5 separate regions of the Sus scrofa genome follow, and all the other regions are linked to region 3. A link is a contact called in public Hi-C and HiChIP or PLAC-seq data. All regions are on one chromosome and are shown on one strand. Each heading gives the region's core, a stretch centred on a gene start, on an enhancer-like site or on the middle of the called end of the contact. The rest is flanking DNA. Distances are from core to core; before and after follow the strand shown.

Region 1 (2,700 bases), core at 78-2,577, 170 kb before region 3:
CCCACTTGGTTTATCATGAGGGACTCTGGTGATTCCTGAAATTAGCATTAATACTAAACAAACTTCTGGTTGGAAAGTTTTTAAAAGGAGAGAAGGTGGGGAAAGCAAAATGAAAAATCTACCCATCCCGTCATTAATTCATCAGGAAATTTTCAAATAGAAACCCTGCAAGCAAAATTGGCAAAAGCATGGACTCCAGCAGGTGTATTTCAATTTCTGGAAACAAGAGTCCAGGCCCTCATTTTCCAAGCTGGTCTGGTCTGGACTCTTAGAGGGGCCACCCCCACCCCCCAGCGTGATCTTATTCATTTCCTGGACTACTGTCCTCAGTTTCGACTATATCAGCTGAAGAATGAGAAGAAAAGCTGTTCTACTAGATACAGCTCTGAAAATAGAAGAACTGGAATAATTAAGCGAAACTTGAAGAAGAGTTTGCAGAATCCGGGTTAAGTGGTCTTCTCAAAAGTGGGTTTGTTGACGGCAGGGCAACGCGATTCGGCTATTCATGCTGGAGAAAGGTGAAGCATTATCTATGAAGCTTGCCTCTTGCCAGCTCAATCGAACCCAATAATGTTCCCCAGAACTTTTCGAACAAAGACAGCTAAAACCTGTGAGTTTCGCGCAGTTTTCTTTGTAAAGAGTTCTCTGATTCTGGAATGAATTGGCCTGATTGCCTGAGAATTGAAATGGAAAAAAAAAAAAAAAAAGCCTTAGATAAGCTTGCAGGGATGAGAACGCGAGTCTGCATCTCAGACAGCGAGAGACAGGCCTTTGCTTTTGTTTTGTTGTCACTCTTACCTTTAAGACCAAAGCTTGGTTTTCCCTGCGTGAGCTGTGCTCACCTCTCCCTGCACCAGCTCCGGGCTCGGAAGAACCTGGAGTTCAACACTAAGAGAACAGTGCAGCCCGCGAGATCCTCGTTTGATTATTCCCAGGAAGACCCGGGCAAGCGTTTGCAGGATATAGCTGCCTTCCGGAGAGAGCCAGTGGGGAAGCTAAACGGGCTAGTTTAACCTACTGGATGGCAACGCGGGCAGTCCTCACATCCGGGAGGAGCACGCCTCTTTTCCGACGCAAGGGACCCGCGCGGAGGCGCGGAGGACCTTAGAGTACCAGCGGTGCTGGAAAAGCCGCGGCGCGCCACTTGTCTTCGAGGCATGGGCGGGGGTGTGGGGGAGGCGGGTAGGGCGGGAGACACGTACCTGGTGGTAGGGGGTGTAGGCGGCTGCGAAGTAAGGCTGGGGAGGACCGTAGACTTGGTACATAACATCCAAACAGCTCATGGCTCCCCGCAGCGGAGACGGTTAAATGTTTTATCCTCAACTTTCGGTCGGCGGAGGGCCGGGATGCTGCATGCGCGGCACTTGGACTTAAGCTCCGGAGTCATCGGCGGCGGAGCGAGGGGCAGCGCGCTCCGCGGCTCGGGATCCCGCTCGCACGCTCCCCTCCCACTCCTGCAATTCCAGCCGCCACCGCGCTCCGGGATAGAAGCTCCCGGGCTCCAGCTAGTGGGCATTTAAACCCCACGCGGGGCGGGCGTGCTGACGCCACTCCCAGGCCGTGGAGGGTGGGGGAGACATGGGCGGGGACGGGTGGGAGCAATGGGGTGCGAGGGACAAGGGACTGAGGGGCTGCCGGTGAGTTTCTCCAGGCTACCCTCCCCAAGAGCCTTTGGCCAAGGGTGCGGCGAACGGCGTAGCCCGGGGCTTGAGCCCTGGGGCTTCGCACGGTGAGGAATTGGGATTTCCCAGGCTGAGGCAGGAGGGGGCGGAGGGACAGGGAGAAACGGGGGCTCTATAACACTGAGAGAGAAAGTTGTAGCCTGGTGGGTAAAGGTGTTGTGGGAGAGTCTCGGCCTCACAATGGAGAGCTGTGTGTGTGTGTCCGGGGGTGGCGAGGTGGGGAAGATTCTCTGCTCTCAGCTCCTGGGGAGGAAAGGCGCTATCCTCAGGAATCCCTTAAGAGATCCGGGTCGTTGCAGTTACGGTGTCAGAGTCCGGGAACTCCTCTCCGCGCCGAGGAGCTTTCTCTGCAGGGAAATGGCAGCGGCTGAAGCATGTAACCGCTGCCCTGTGGCACCTCCTTTGCGCCCTCTCCAAGCTGGCAAACCCGCCGCCTGCTCCCACACCTCAGTTCCACTTACTGGAGCGGGTCCCTTCTGCCCCTCTAGAGTGTGACCCCTCCCCTTTCTCTTTGACATCCTCCATCCGAACCCGTTGTTCACGCCCCGGCTCTGGCTCCTCCCGGTACAAGCAGCTTTCGAGGAGTCCTGGAGGCTTACCCAGCCCCCTGCCGCCCCGAGTCTTCTCGGCCGGCATCCTTTAAAGTTTCAGTAACTTTTTGGAACAGGGACTCGTTGGCTGCAAGAGCAATTATCCTAGGAATTGCAGGGAGGTCAGAGAGGGCTTTTGCTGACTCTATAGCGGGTAAAACAGCAGCTGCGATTGTTTCATTTTAGAGGTGAAAGAGGATACACTCCAATTGTGAAACGTGCATTGCTGATAGCCGTTCTGTTTCGTGCCTCGAGAGTTCTCCAGGCTCGGACCTACTTCCTGTGACTCTTTCCGTCCATCCCAAGTACCCCTCCCCTGGCTCTGTGGGGAGGCGAGTTACCGGTGGAGTTCTCCATCCTAAAAGTGTAGGAAAGAATTGAGACTAGGCTTTCCAAGTCTGGTTAGGTGGGGCAAAGAGTGTTACGGA
Region 2 (2,700 bases), core at 177-2,676, 240 kb before region 3:
TTTTGAGTATTTTAGTTTTTTTCTCTCTTTAATTAAATTCTCATTTGTGCAAAAAATCAGAATCAGACATTGATTTTTTTTTAAATTAATTACAGGAATTTCAGGAGAGTATAGCCCTTATTGAAGGTTTACAACCATTTTCAACATATATGATACAGATAGCTGTAAAGAATTATTATTCAGATCCTTTGGAACAATTACCTCTGGGAAAAGAGATTTGGGGAAAAACTAAAAGTGGAGGTGAGTTATGTGCGTGGTGTGGGTTTCTAGAGCGGAATTTTGCAATACTTGTGATGTGTATGCCTCCATTAGTTTTTATCTGGATGCTAAGTAATCTTTATGTGAGATTTTAAAGCTTAAAAGAAAAATGTACTTGTGGAATAGTCTGATGGCATAATCCTTATCCTAACACCAGAAGATGATGGATAATATCCCACCAAAATGAAAAAGCAACCATAAGGCAAAACATGATCAATTCTGGGTGACTGGAAACACATTCTTTGGACTCACCACAGAGTGTCACTCTCTTCCTGTGTATTTATCAGTCTCTGTCCATGTGGTGAGACCTAGGAAAGCCAATTCTTTTTTCTTTGAGAATTTTACCGTGGCGACTGAGATATAAAGTAATATAACATCATTGCCTTAGAGAAAATGGATCTAGAATCTATAAAGGTGTTTTAAGAGGTGGAGGTTATTATGAGTGGATGTCATTTCTTTCACAGGTTGCTGATGGCATTCACAAAACTCACTTGAATTAGGTTACTCATCATCATTGGCCATATCCTTGAGCTGGAGTCAGAGAATGATTCAGTTATTAGGCAAAAATAAGCAAGAGCCTTTCAGGCAGTCTGTTAACTTAGTGTTACATAAGAGGCTGGCTTTCCTTCAGAACATCTGTCATTCATTCTGCTCACATGATATGCTTATTCCTCAACCAAGACTCCATTACTTCTTTCCATCTTTCAGTGCTGTTGCAACATCACTTATTGTGCGTTGCTATTTATTTCAGTACCAGAGGCAGTTGAGCTCATTAACACAACTGTGCAGTCAGACACCAGCCTTGTTATATCCTGGAGAGAATCTCACAAGCCAAACGGACCTAAAGAGTTGGTCCGCTATCAGGTGGCAATCTCGCACCTGGCTTCAGTTCCCGAGACTCCACTCAGGCCAAGTGAATATCCAAATGGAAGGCTCTCTCTCCTTGTTACTAGACTGTCTGGTGGAAAACTTTATGTGTTAAAGGTACGGTGAGTGTATTGGGTACTTTCATTGCCATTCTCAAGTGCAAGGTTCAAGAAAGGTTAAGCAGTTTTTTTTGTTTGTTTGTTTTTGTTTTTTTTAACGAAAAGGTTCTGGCCTGCCATGCTGAGGAAATGTGGTGTGCAGAGAGTCAGCCTGTCACTGTTGAAACGTTTGACACACCAGAGAAACCTTATGCCTTGGCTCCAGAGAACACGAGTTTGCAACTAGGTTGGAAGGCTCCATCTAATGTTAACCTCATCAGCTTCTGGTTTGAACTCCAAAAGGTACATCTCACCATACACTTATTTTTTTTTAAATGGATGCACCCAAGGCAAATGGAAGATCCCAGGCTAGGGTTCGAATCAGAGCTGCAGCTAAGGCCACAAGCACAGGCACAGCAACACCAGATCTGAGCCACATCTACAACCTACACCGCACCTTGTGGCAACACCAGATCCTTAACCCACTGAGTGAGGCTAGGGATTGGACCTGCAACCTCACGGATACTATGTCAGGTTCTTAACCCGCTAAGCCATTAATGGAAACTCCTCACCATACACTTTTAATGCAAATCTTTGTTTTATGCTATAGAATAAATCAGAAGGCCTTTAAAAAAATATCTCTAGGGCATTCAATTGTATAAATGAGCAATATAGTTGTCAGCATTCATCAATTCAGGTTTTCCAGATAGAAGCAGTAAGCCATCTAGACTAATTAATTTCTGATGGAAAAAATTATCGGAGAGATTAAATTGCTCTTAAAAGTTTCCATAAGTAGGATATAAGTTATGGTTCACTGGTTTCATAATATTTTACTTACTTTAGATGTTATCAGCTTGGTCCTCTAGTTTAAAGTCCATAACAATTTGGTGTTTTCTATGAAAAAAATGAAAGAAGTGAATAAATATAAACTTAGTATTGTTTAGAAATGTTCTTTCAACCATTTAAAGGTAATATGGCAACAGGAGAGAAATAAAATATAAAGCCAGTTTATCCTATACTAGTTTGATATTGATCGTAAACTTTAAATGGTTATTCATCCAAAAATCTTTATGGTTTAACCATTGTGAAAATACCTATTAAATTTATGCATCAATTAATGAATTCATTTCCAGGAAAGTCTACATTGATTTTTATACTGATACACTTAATAGACTATTAAGTTTTTATAATTGTGACATTTCCTTTTTCACTATTATATATTTGCATATCCACATTTGTAAAGATTGGTTGGGAGTGTTTTGTCCAGAAGGAACTTAAAAAAAAAAAATCAGTATAGTCCTGGCTTCATATTTCTTTAAAACTGAAGTTGCTCTCCAGGATGTTTTAAAATTTTACGAAATAAAATATTTTTGGTAATCTTTTTGGTTTTTTTTTTTTTTTAGGGCCGCACCCGAGGCACATGGAGGTTTCCAGTCTAGGGGTCGAATTGGAGCTACAGCTGCTTGCCTACACCTCA
Region 3 (2,700 bases), core at 50-2,549:
CAAATGGGATAGTTTATCTTCATCACTTACCACATCTTTTGGGGGAAAACTTATAAATTCCATTTTCTACGTAAAAATCAAATTTCTCATATTTTATTTAGTCTTGAGCAGGAGCATGATACTATAAATTTGATACTTATTTTAAAATGCATGATTTTATGTAATTATTTTAATGTTAGCTTTCAGTTAAGGAATCATTTCTTTTCCAACTGGAGAGAGGATAAAGACTTGAAATGAGGAAATTTGGTGGTTTATGCACAACTGCAATACTTATTGTCTGATTGAGAGCTAGAGCTCATTCAGGTGGTATTTGGCTGGATTTGCAAGGCTTGCATCCCAGATTAGCTTTGCTTTCCAATCCAGATGTGGATGTGCGAAATGACCATGAGCCAAATGCGGAAGGATACACAAGTTGGCTGTAAAACCTGATGACCTATCTAGTGGAAAGATGAAACTTGACAGAGACCTGGAGATGGGCTCAAACTCCACTCTGAGATGCTTAAGAATCTGGGAGGAGACACATTAAAACCTTGAGGGGAAATGGTGAGCTTGAAAATGTACTAGTTGAAAGGTGCAAAAGGCTCAACCTAACCTTCTTTGGAAAGGCGATCTCTGTCCTGGTGGATTTCATAGAGTAAGTCTCTTATCCCTCTTACAGCCTTGCTAATGACAGTTGGAGCTCACATGGGCTGATCCATAATCAATTAAATATTCTAAATGTATAAACAATCTCTGTGAATCGATGAGACGTGTGGTCTTGAAGATAAAAGGATAACAGGTGTAGAGTCGCTGTTTTCTCAAGCTGGTCACATGAAAGGAGAAAACAGTGATGTGTGCAGCTGTATTTATACCTTGTATTCAATCATGGAAAATGTAGCATTCAATTTCATTGTCCACTCATTGAAAGTAAATCTTAAATAATTCTTTTTGGAATCTCACGATTTAACTGGACGTAGAATTCAGCCTTTCACCACTCAGCTCTGCCGAATTTTAAAATGCAATTCCAGTTGGTAAATGTAGTTTGAACTTTGTGAAGTCAAGGTAGTTAAGACCTATATTTTGTGAGAGTCTCTTAGAAATAGTGGCACCATTCCATCTGAGCAGGCACAATGCCTCTCTTAACAGATGGCTGGGAGAGAAGGCAGCCAAAAGACCATGTATGAACAACAAATGTGCCTGCTAAGGGCGGGAGTCCAAGTGGCGAATGTCGAAATTGTTTTCCATCCCAAGCTTTCAGGCCTGTGGCACCAGGAATGGGGAGTCAGTTGACTCTTGCCCACTAAAAAGAAATGACCAACAGCTCCCATGACTCTAGGAAAGGAGACCAGGAGACCTGGGAGTGGCAAATGCTCACTGTCCTTGTACCCTTATGTGGAAGTCCCTTCTTTTCTTTGTTAGCACCGGATTTATCTTGCGCTCATTTATACAAGCCAAAACCTGGTGTCACAAGAACACAGATAGGCAATTTGGCTTCTCTAGAAATGAAAAGTATTTCCAACCACAGGCATCAGATACAAAGTTATATTGCTCAAGAAGACAACGTATTATTTATAAGAAGGAAGCTGTCTTTGATGGTTGCTACTTTCCTTATTGTGCTTTTAACAACTTTCTACCAAATAAATGTGGGTCTGACTAGTTTATCTCTTATCTGTCTCGTTCAAGTACTGTAAGGATAGTACAATATCTCAAGTCTTGCTTGCATATGTCAGGACCTCTGGAATGAAAAACTACAATTTATGTGAATTTTGAAGCTATATTGTTGGATGATCAGTTTTACATCAGTGAGGGTTTTTTTTTTGTATAGTCTGTGGATGGAACTGAAATTTTTATAGAAACATTATTTTCTTGAAATCCAATGTCAATGGGTAAAGAGGGTGTGGAGTTTGAGCTCATATGTTTATATGAGGATGTTTTCTGTATGCAAATGGATAGGTACAAATATGAACATGAGAAATTTTTCATTTTGCTGGATTTATCTATATTAATTATTTGCACAACTGGATTTACTCAGTACTCACTTGAAATGGCACCAGAATGTGACAAGTACAGAGCAATAGGGTGGATAACAGGTCCCATTGTAAAATGAGGTGTTTGTCTGTTAGACTTATTATGAGACTTTTTAGTTCTTGGAAGTGATTCTACTTTTTAAAATTATTATATATTCAGTGAGTGAAGGTGAGAGGGAAGGAAAATCCACTTGGTGCCATAAAATCTGGATAAGGAGGCCTAATACTACTTCTCAAACAGTGGGCGCCCACTGCCCCTCCTCCCTAAGATTTCAACCCAATCTTTATCAGATGGATCGTACTCTCTATTATAATTGAAACCCACTCACATTAAATACAATATGGATGTAAAGGCCTTTTAAAAATAGCATGTGTTTTTATGTTTCAGATAAATGAGAATCTTTATATAAAATATTACTGGGTTATTGACTTAAGAATCTCCTATCTGCTGAATCTAATTAATATAGCAAGTGTTGGTTATTCTGACAGTGATGCAGCTTTGTGAAATCTATTCCAAGATATTCTTTCCAGATCTTCTTGCCAGTTTTTTTTTGTTTGAGTCTTGAAGCTGAAAATCAATCATGCTGACAATTCATGTTATTTACATTTTTAAAAATAATTTACCAAATCCAGAAATATTATCCCTAACTTTTTTTTTACAATGTAAATTTTATTTATTATGGTGACATTTAAA
Region 4 (2,700 bases), core at 164-2,663, 130 kb before region 3:
AACCCATTTCTGTCAGCATAGGAAGAAACATTTTTTAAAGCCTGTGACCTTTGCATATAAAATAAAGCCCAATGTGAAGGTCATATCTCCCTGAGTGGGACACAGTTAACATGCCTAAGAGTTTCCCTAGGATAAAATGTTTTTCTTTTTGTTAAATTTAGAACATTAATTACATCTTAAAATATTATAGTTGGTTGTAATACATGTTGATTCCTTGATTTTGGCAACTATAGGTAGCTAACAACTACAAAATATCTGAAAATGACCTAAGGATTTTAAGCTGAATGAGATTATGGGTCTTATTTGTCTTTTCTGGTCCTTGAGACTGTTTTATTTTTATATGTTCTCTCTCAAGTCTTCTGTGGAATCAGTCCTAGAAAAAAAATGATAAAACTTATAAAATTTATAAATGTGCTATTTTTTGCTTTTGCTCTATAGTGACTTAACATGTAGTAACGTTTTTGTGAAAGGGGTATGAAAGGAAAGAAGACATGCTCATACAGCTAATTTTAGGTATTTATAAAGTACAAATTATGTTTATAATTACTTTTCTTGGTCAATATGCTTCAACTGTTACTGATAAACCAGAAGGAAAGGGAAGAGTGAGTATGGGAGGTCGTGTGGGAGTTCATACTTCATCTCCAAAAAAAAAAAAAAAAAAAAAAAAAAAGAAGTCTAAATGAAAGGCAGTGAGTGAAAGAGGAAGAGAAAGTGAGGAAGTTCATTTCCTACAGTAAAAAATGTACTACTATGGGTTGTAAGCTGAGGATGTCTAAGGACTTTAAAGATGGACCCTGTGAAATTTTAGAAGTTATTGATGAAATAGTATACCAAGGTGAACTATATTAAAATACTTTTTCCAACCATTCCAGAAATCATGGTCCAAGTTGGCCTGTGAAGCCTGGTAGGTCACGCACTTTTGACTGTAGCTCAGATTGCTGGGAGACACATCTTCCTCATTAGTTTCGGGTGACAGCCCAGCACACTGTGCAGGAGAGATCCACTTGTAGAGAAAGAGAGAAGAGGGAGAGGAAGATTTAGCACTGCATTTTCACAGGGCAAGAAATTCCACCCCAGCTCCAATGTGTGTTGGCCTGTTGCCTGGGATCTCGTTAAACACATGACCATCACTCTTCTGCCTATTTCTGGCTTGGATTTGGAACTTCGTGGCTAAGCAAACCCTAGTTGGAGCTAAAATTAGGCAGCCAAATTGTGACAAGACATACTTGTCTTCAACAAAGAGAGATACCTGCTTAAGAAAAATTGGATCTATCCATTGGTCAGTGTCAGTCACATTCATCTTAGCAGCCTGTTTCTATTGAGAAAAATCTGAATTAAAATAGACTAACCAGCTAGACCGTATTCTGCCTTTCAGCCTGCTAGTAGTGCCGCAGCAGCCCAGTTCTGTTGCAAATGGGCTGCTCTAGCAGGAGGAGAGTAAGGAGTGAAACAATGTAACAAACTATTGACATGGATGGTGAAAAGCAGAGGGAATAGATATAACCATATCCTTTGGATTAACGTAATTTTTTGATTTCCAAGATATCAGAGTTTGGAAGTCTTCCGCACTATGGGAATTTATAGTGTCTAAAGTATGAGAGTTTACAGCATTCTCTTTCATTTGACAAGTATCTGATAGAAGAGGAATTGTCATCAAAACTAATGCAAAGAGTAGTAACAATAACACCTTGTTTAAAAATATTTTTTACACATACTTTTCCAGGCATCTCAGTCAATATCTTTTGACTGTCTACTTTATGGATGTGGTATTGTGGGGAATTCAGAGATGAATCAGAAATTTTCTCTCCCTTCAAGGAGCATAGGATCTATTTAGGGGCAAGAAATGAATGCAGGAAAAAATAAAACAACAAGAAAGAATTCAGTATAAGTTTGAGATAATATAGAAGAGGTATTTATAAAATGGTGCATGGTTAACTGTCATATTCAATCTACTGAATATTTTAAAGGGAAATATAATTTCTGTTTTCAGTGATGATGTGTTGAGATTTTAAAGAATGTGTGGATGAGATTGATGGAGAGAGTGATATGAAGAAAATATAGAGACTGAAAGTGCAAGAAAGGTTGGAGGGGGTGGTGAATACATTTTTTTTCTTGGCGCTTAGGGATTATATAGGGAAGCAGTTGTTTTTACATAGGAGGTACATAGCTGCACACTTGTTTGAGAGATGAAGCCATTATAAGTCCAGAGGAAGTCTGAAGAGACAGAGCTTTTTAGCATCTGTAAGGACTCAAACCTGGGGAACCAGACAGGTCGTTACTCTTTACATTACGTAATAATTAATACCAGGGCCAAAACACAAACAAAAAAAAAATGAACCACACACAAAAAAAGAACCAAACCAAATCAACCAAATAACACCTCTTTTTCCTTCCACATATAGCCACTTGCAGGTTAAGGAACCCATTCTCCCTGGAATTGCAAGGTTGATCCTTCCTTCTTAGTCATAGCTGTGATCCATCCTAGCTCTCTCTTTTCTAAATTAGAGTATAGTTGATTTACAGTGTTGTGTGAATGGAATACTACTCAGCCATAAAAAGGAAAAAAATAATGCCATTTGCAGCAACATGGATCCATCTAGAGATTCTCATAATAAGTGTAGTTAAGTCAGTAAAAGAAAGACAAATACCATATGATATCACTTATATGTGGAATCTAAAATGTGGCACAAATGATCCAAT
Region 5 (2,700 bases), core at 10-2,509, 170 kb after region 3:
AATGCCCCTGTTTCCAGACTAGTTAAACAATGTGAAGGGAAAGAACATCTTTGAAGTGTTATTATGTGCCAGGCACATTTGGAGGGGTATCCCTAACCATCCTTCCACCTCATGCCTACTTACTTTGTTTCATCTTGCTTTTTTTGCTTCATCTACTAACCCCCACTTGGCATTGTTCACAGCTCCATGTCCAGCTCTGAGAAGTAGCTGGTGTATACAGTATGGGTTTTGTTTGTTTTGTAGTGGTTGCAGGAATGAACTTGAGAGGCAGGAATTCTCATTTTACAAATGAGGCCAAGATTGATGACTTGAATGATTTGCTCATAGGGAGTTCCCTGGTGGCTCAGCAGGTTAAGGATCAGGCATTGTCACTGCTGTGGCTTGGGTTGCTGCTATGGTGAGGCCCAGGAACTTCTGAACGCTGTGGGTGTGGCTCCCCAAAATGATCTCCTCATAACTGTGTAACCCTTAAGTCACAAATCAGGGGTTTAAAGTTGAATGAAGGCAAAGCTAACATTCTTTCTAAAATCACTCCTGTAAATGCGTATTTCTTTACAGAGTTATGCATCTGTGTTCTTTTGTTAAATACCATTATGTGAAAGACAGAGATCTTGCCTTCAAGTGCCTAAAGTCTAGTTAGGGAGAAAAGAAACACCTGAAAATCCAACTAAAAGTAAGTTAGTGTCTGGGCAGGGGAAGAACCTCAGAGACAGTCAAGGGGAGGATGGGCTGGGCCTGGGGCTGGGTTCTTAAGGGCGCTTCCACTTGGCTGAGATCTGTCTTCCCCGGACTATGAGTAGGTAGAAAAAGTAAGTTCCTTCCACTTAGCTTTCCTAAGAGCCCTTCTCTGCCTTCTCTGAGTCCCTGCTCTCATTTAAATCCCAGAGAATAGTGGATTCTGCCCTCTTTTTGAGAGGGAAGATGGTGGAAAGTAGAAGAAAAGCTCCTTTGACAGGGAGTTTGGGGACTTTCTGGTCTAAGACATGAAGAGGTAACAAAAAGCAGTTGCCGTTGTTTTGCCCAGAAACGATAAAAGTATGGGAGTGGAGGGCGGGGTGAGGCGCTAACTTCAAAATACGTCCTCATGGGAAAATCAGAAGTCTTTTGACAAAGTCCTTACACTTACTTGGTAAACATTTGGAGCGACTGTTGGCTTTCCCTGGAGAAGAGGAGGGAGATTTATTCCCTTGGGCAGGGAACAGTGGAACCAAAGGGCGAAAGCCCGATGAAAACACGTTTCTACTCAAGAGTAAGAAATGCCCTTAAAACCAGCCGCACGGAGCCGTCTCGGAGGAAAGTAGTCCAGCAGAGGCAGGCCGCTCCCTGAGTCCTACCAGGCGAAGGACTCAGCCCTGGGGTCGCGATGTCCCGGTCTCGGGTCGCCGGCAGGGGGCGGGTCCGGGAGCCGAGGGTGGGCACGTCGGACTCCAGCTGCGCGCTTGGGGCTCCCCCGGGAGCGACGCGAAGTGGGGAGGGGCAGGGGGCCCCCGGAGCTCAAGCGCGGGCTCCGGCTCGCCGCGGGCGCGGGAACAAGGCGCATCATGCTCGCCGCGGTCGGGAGCCTCCTGCGCCTCCGCTCGGGGTGCATCCCCCGCTGCGCCCCGGGAGCACCGCCAGAAACCTCGAGGCGGCCGGTAGCATCTCTCCGGCCCCGGGGTCTTCCTCAGTACTCCAGTGGCGGGGCCCCGGGCGGCTCGGAGCCTCAGGGTTCCGGTGAGTGGGGGCTGGAAATGGCCTGGGAGCGAGGGGTCCGAGGAGGGGCGGGCGAGGAGCCGCGGCTAGGGGATTGAGGGGTGATTCTCTGTGCCGTCGGTCTGTCGGTTCTTCCGACCAACACCAAGCCTGTCGCTTTCGCAGCAGGGAGGGTCCACAGGGTCCCCGCCGAGCATAAGCCGTCGCAATTCGACAAGAAGATCTTGCTGTGGACCGGACGTTTCAAAGCGATGGAAGAGATCCCCCTAGGATCCCGTAAGTGTAGCCTGTGCCTGGCCCCGGGTGCGTGCGCCGGGGAGGGCGCTGGGGTTGGAGGGTCTATCCACTCACCTCTCGACCTAGAACGAAGGCGGCCGCGGAGCCAAGCAGGTCTTCCTAGCAATACCTTCCACCTTAAGGAATTTGTCTACGGCCCCCTAGTACGGTTAAATGCCAAGCTTCCTGACTAGTCTGGGAACTAAACTAAGCGGAAAAGGGGATTGTTGGAGTTGAGTGAAAACCCTGAAGTTCAATGGGCACTTCCATGGCGCCCGGATACCCGCCCCTAGCGAGCTCCAGGTGGTGAGACAGAGGAGTACTTAGGCCTAACCGAAGGCACCGTTGTCCTCTCGAGCACCCAAGGGGCTGCGGGGACAACAGAGAAAGAGGGGCTCTGTTCAGGGCGGCGGCTTCCTGCTGCACCCAAGGAGTAATCATGGCTCGTGGGGTGGCTGGAGAGTCTCTGGGAAGAAGCCACATCCACTCCTGGAGAGGGAGATGCCTGGTATACGCGGTTCTGCAGCCCTCTGAGCCCGGGATTCTTGGACTAGGACTCACTATGCATCAGCGTCTCTGGCCACTTCCCCCATCCCAAACCGAAGACAGAGGTTCGCTTGATAAAACTCAAGCTGCCAACTTCAGCTCCTTTCTGCTAATGCTAAATTTAAAAAAAAAAAAAAAAAAAAAAAGTAAATATAACCGGTAAAAACAATATTCCTATAGCTTCAG

What was found. Hi-C and Micro-C count contacts between places; a contact is called where the count stands out from the background. HiChIP or PLAC-seq counts read pairs in DNA pulled down with a chosen protein or histone mark.
Region 1: an H3K27ac HiChIP or PLAC-seq map of skeletal muscle shows a contact between it and region 3. The contact joins the promoter of VGLL2 here to the enhancer-like site in region 3. A contact is called at or near these places in 6 of 47 Hi-C or Micro-C datasets (embryonic fibroblasts, epiblast stem cells, fetal skeletal muscle and 2 more) and 1 of 2 datasets of contacts at active chromatin or transcription factors (skeletal muscle).
Region 2: a Hi-C map of skeletal muscle shows a contact between it and region 3, with 9 times the contacts expected there. The contact joins two enhancer-like sites. A contact is called at or near these places in 11 of 47 Hi-C or Micro-C datasets (brain, embryonic fibroblasts, fetal liver and 4 more) and 1 of 2 datasets of contacts at active chromatin or transcription factors (skeletal muscle).
Region 4: a contact with region 3 is called in an H3K27ac HiChIP or PLAC-seq map of skeletal muscle. The contact joins two enhancer-like sites. A contact is called at or near these places in 3 of 47 Hi-C or Micro-C datasets (embryonic fibroblasts and subcutaneous adipose tissue) and 1 of 2 datasets of contacts at active chromatin or transcription factors (skeletal muscle).
Region 5: a contact with region 3 is called in a Hi-C map of skeletal muscle, with 4 times the contacts expected there. The contact joins the promoter of FAM162B here to the enhancer-like site in region 3. A contact is called at or near these places in 1 of 5 promoter capture datasets (liver) and 10 of 47 Hi-C or Micro-C datasets (brain, embryonic fibroblasts, epiblast stem cells and 5 more).

What each region holds. Positions count from the first base shown.
Region 1 is chr1:44,556,306-44,559,005 of Sscrofa11.1, forward strand. VGLL2 (transcription cofactor vestigial-like protein 2) reads right to left here and starts at 1,328. Exons shown (of 4, transcript XM_013985005.2): 1 at 1,203-1,328. The coding sequence starts at 1,283.
Region 2 is chr1:44,483,240-44,485,939 of Sscrofa11.1, forward strand. ROS1 (proto-oncogene tyrosine-protein kinase ROS) reads left to right here. Exons shown (of 44, transcript XM_021089102.1): 29 at 96-240; 30 at 1,010-1,242; 31 at 1,350-1,526. Among named protein-coding and RNA genes, the nearest start is that of VGLL2, 73 kb to the right of the region's middle. Within about 2 kb of position 1,427, at least 1 of the 83 cell types and tissues checked has an H3K27ac peak or open chromatin away from gene starts, as enhancers often do. A contact at or near this core is called in skeletal muscle, where this site is marked.
Region 3 is chr1:44,721,537-44,724,236 of Sscrofa11.1, forward strand. No RefSeq gene overlaps it. Among named protein-coding and RNA genes, the nearest start is that of RFX6, 100 kb to the right of the region's middle. Within about 2 kb of position 1,300, at least 4 of the 83 cell types and tissues checked have an H3K27ac peak or open chromatin away from gene starts, as enhancers often do. A contact at or near this core is called in fetal skeletal muscle and skeletal muscle, where this site is marked.
Region 4 is chr1:44,589,493-44,592,192 of Sscrofa11.1, forward strand. No RefSeq gene overlaps it. Among named protein-coding and RNA genes, the nearest start is that of VGLL2, 33 kb to the left of the region's middle. Within about 2 kb of position 1,414, at least 3 of the 83 cell types and tissues checked have an H3K27ac peak or open chromatin away from gene starts, as enhancers often do. A contact at or near this core is called in skeletal muscle, where this site is marked.
Region 5 is chr1:44,888,323-44,891,022 of Sscrofa11.1, forward strand. It overlaps FAM162B (protein FAM162B), which reads left to right and starts at 1,260. Exons shown (of 5, transcript XM_005654391.3): 1 at 1,260-1,713; 2 at 1,861-1,950; 3 at 1,953-1,968. The coding sequence starts at 1,542. LOC110260274 (a long non-coding RNA gene) reads right to left here and starts at 1,261. Exons shown (of 3, transcript XR_002343261.1): 1 at 1,127-1,261.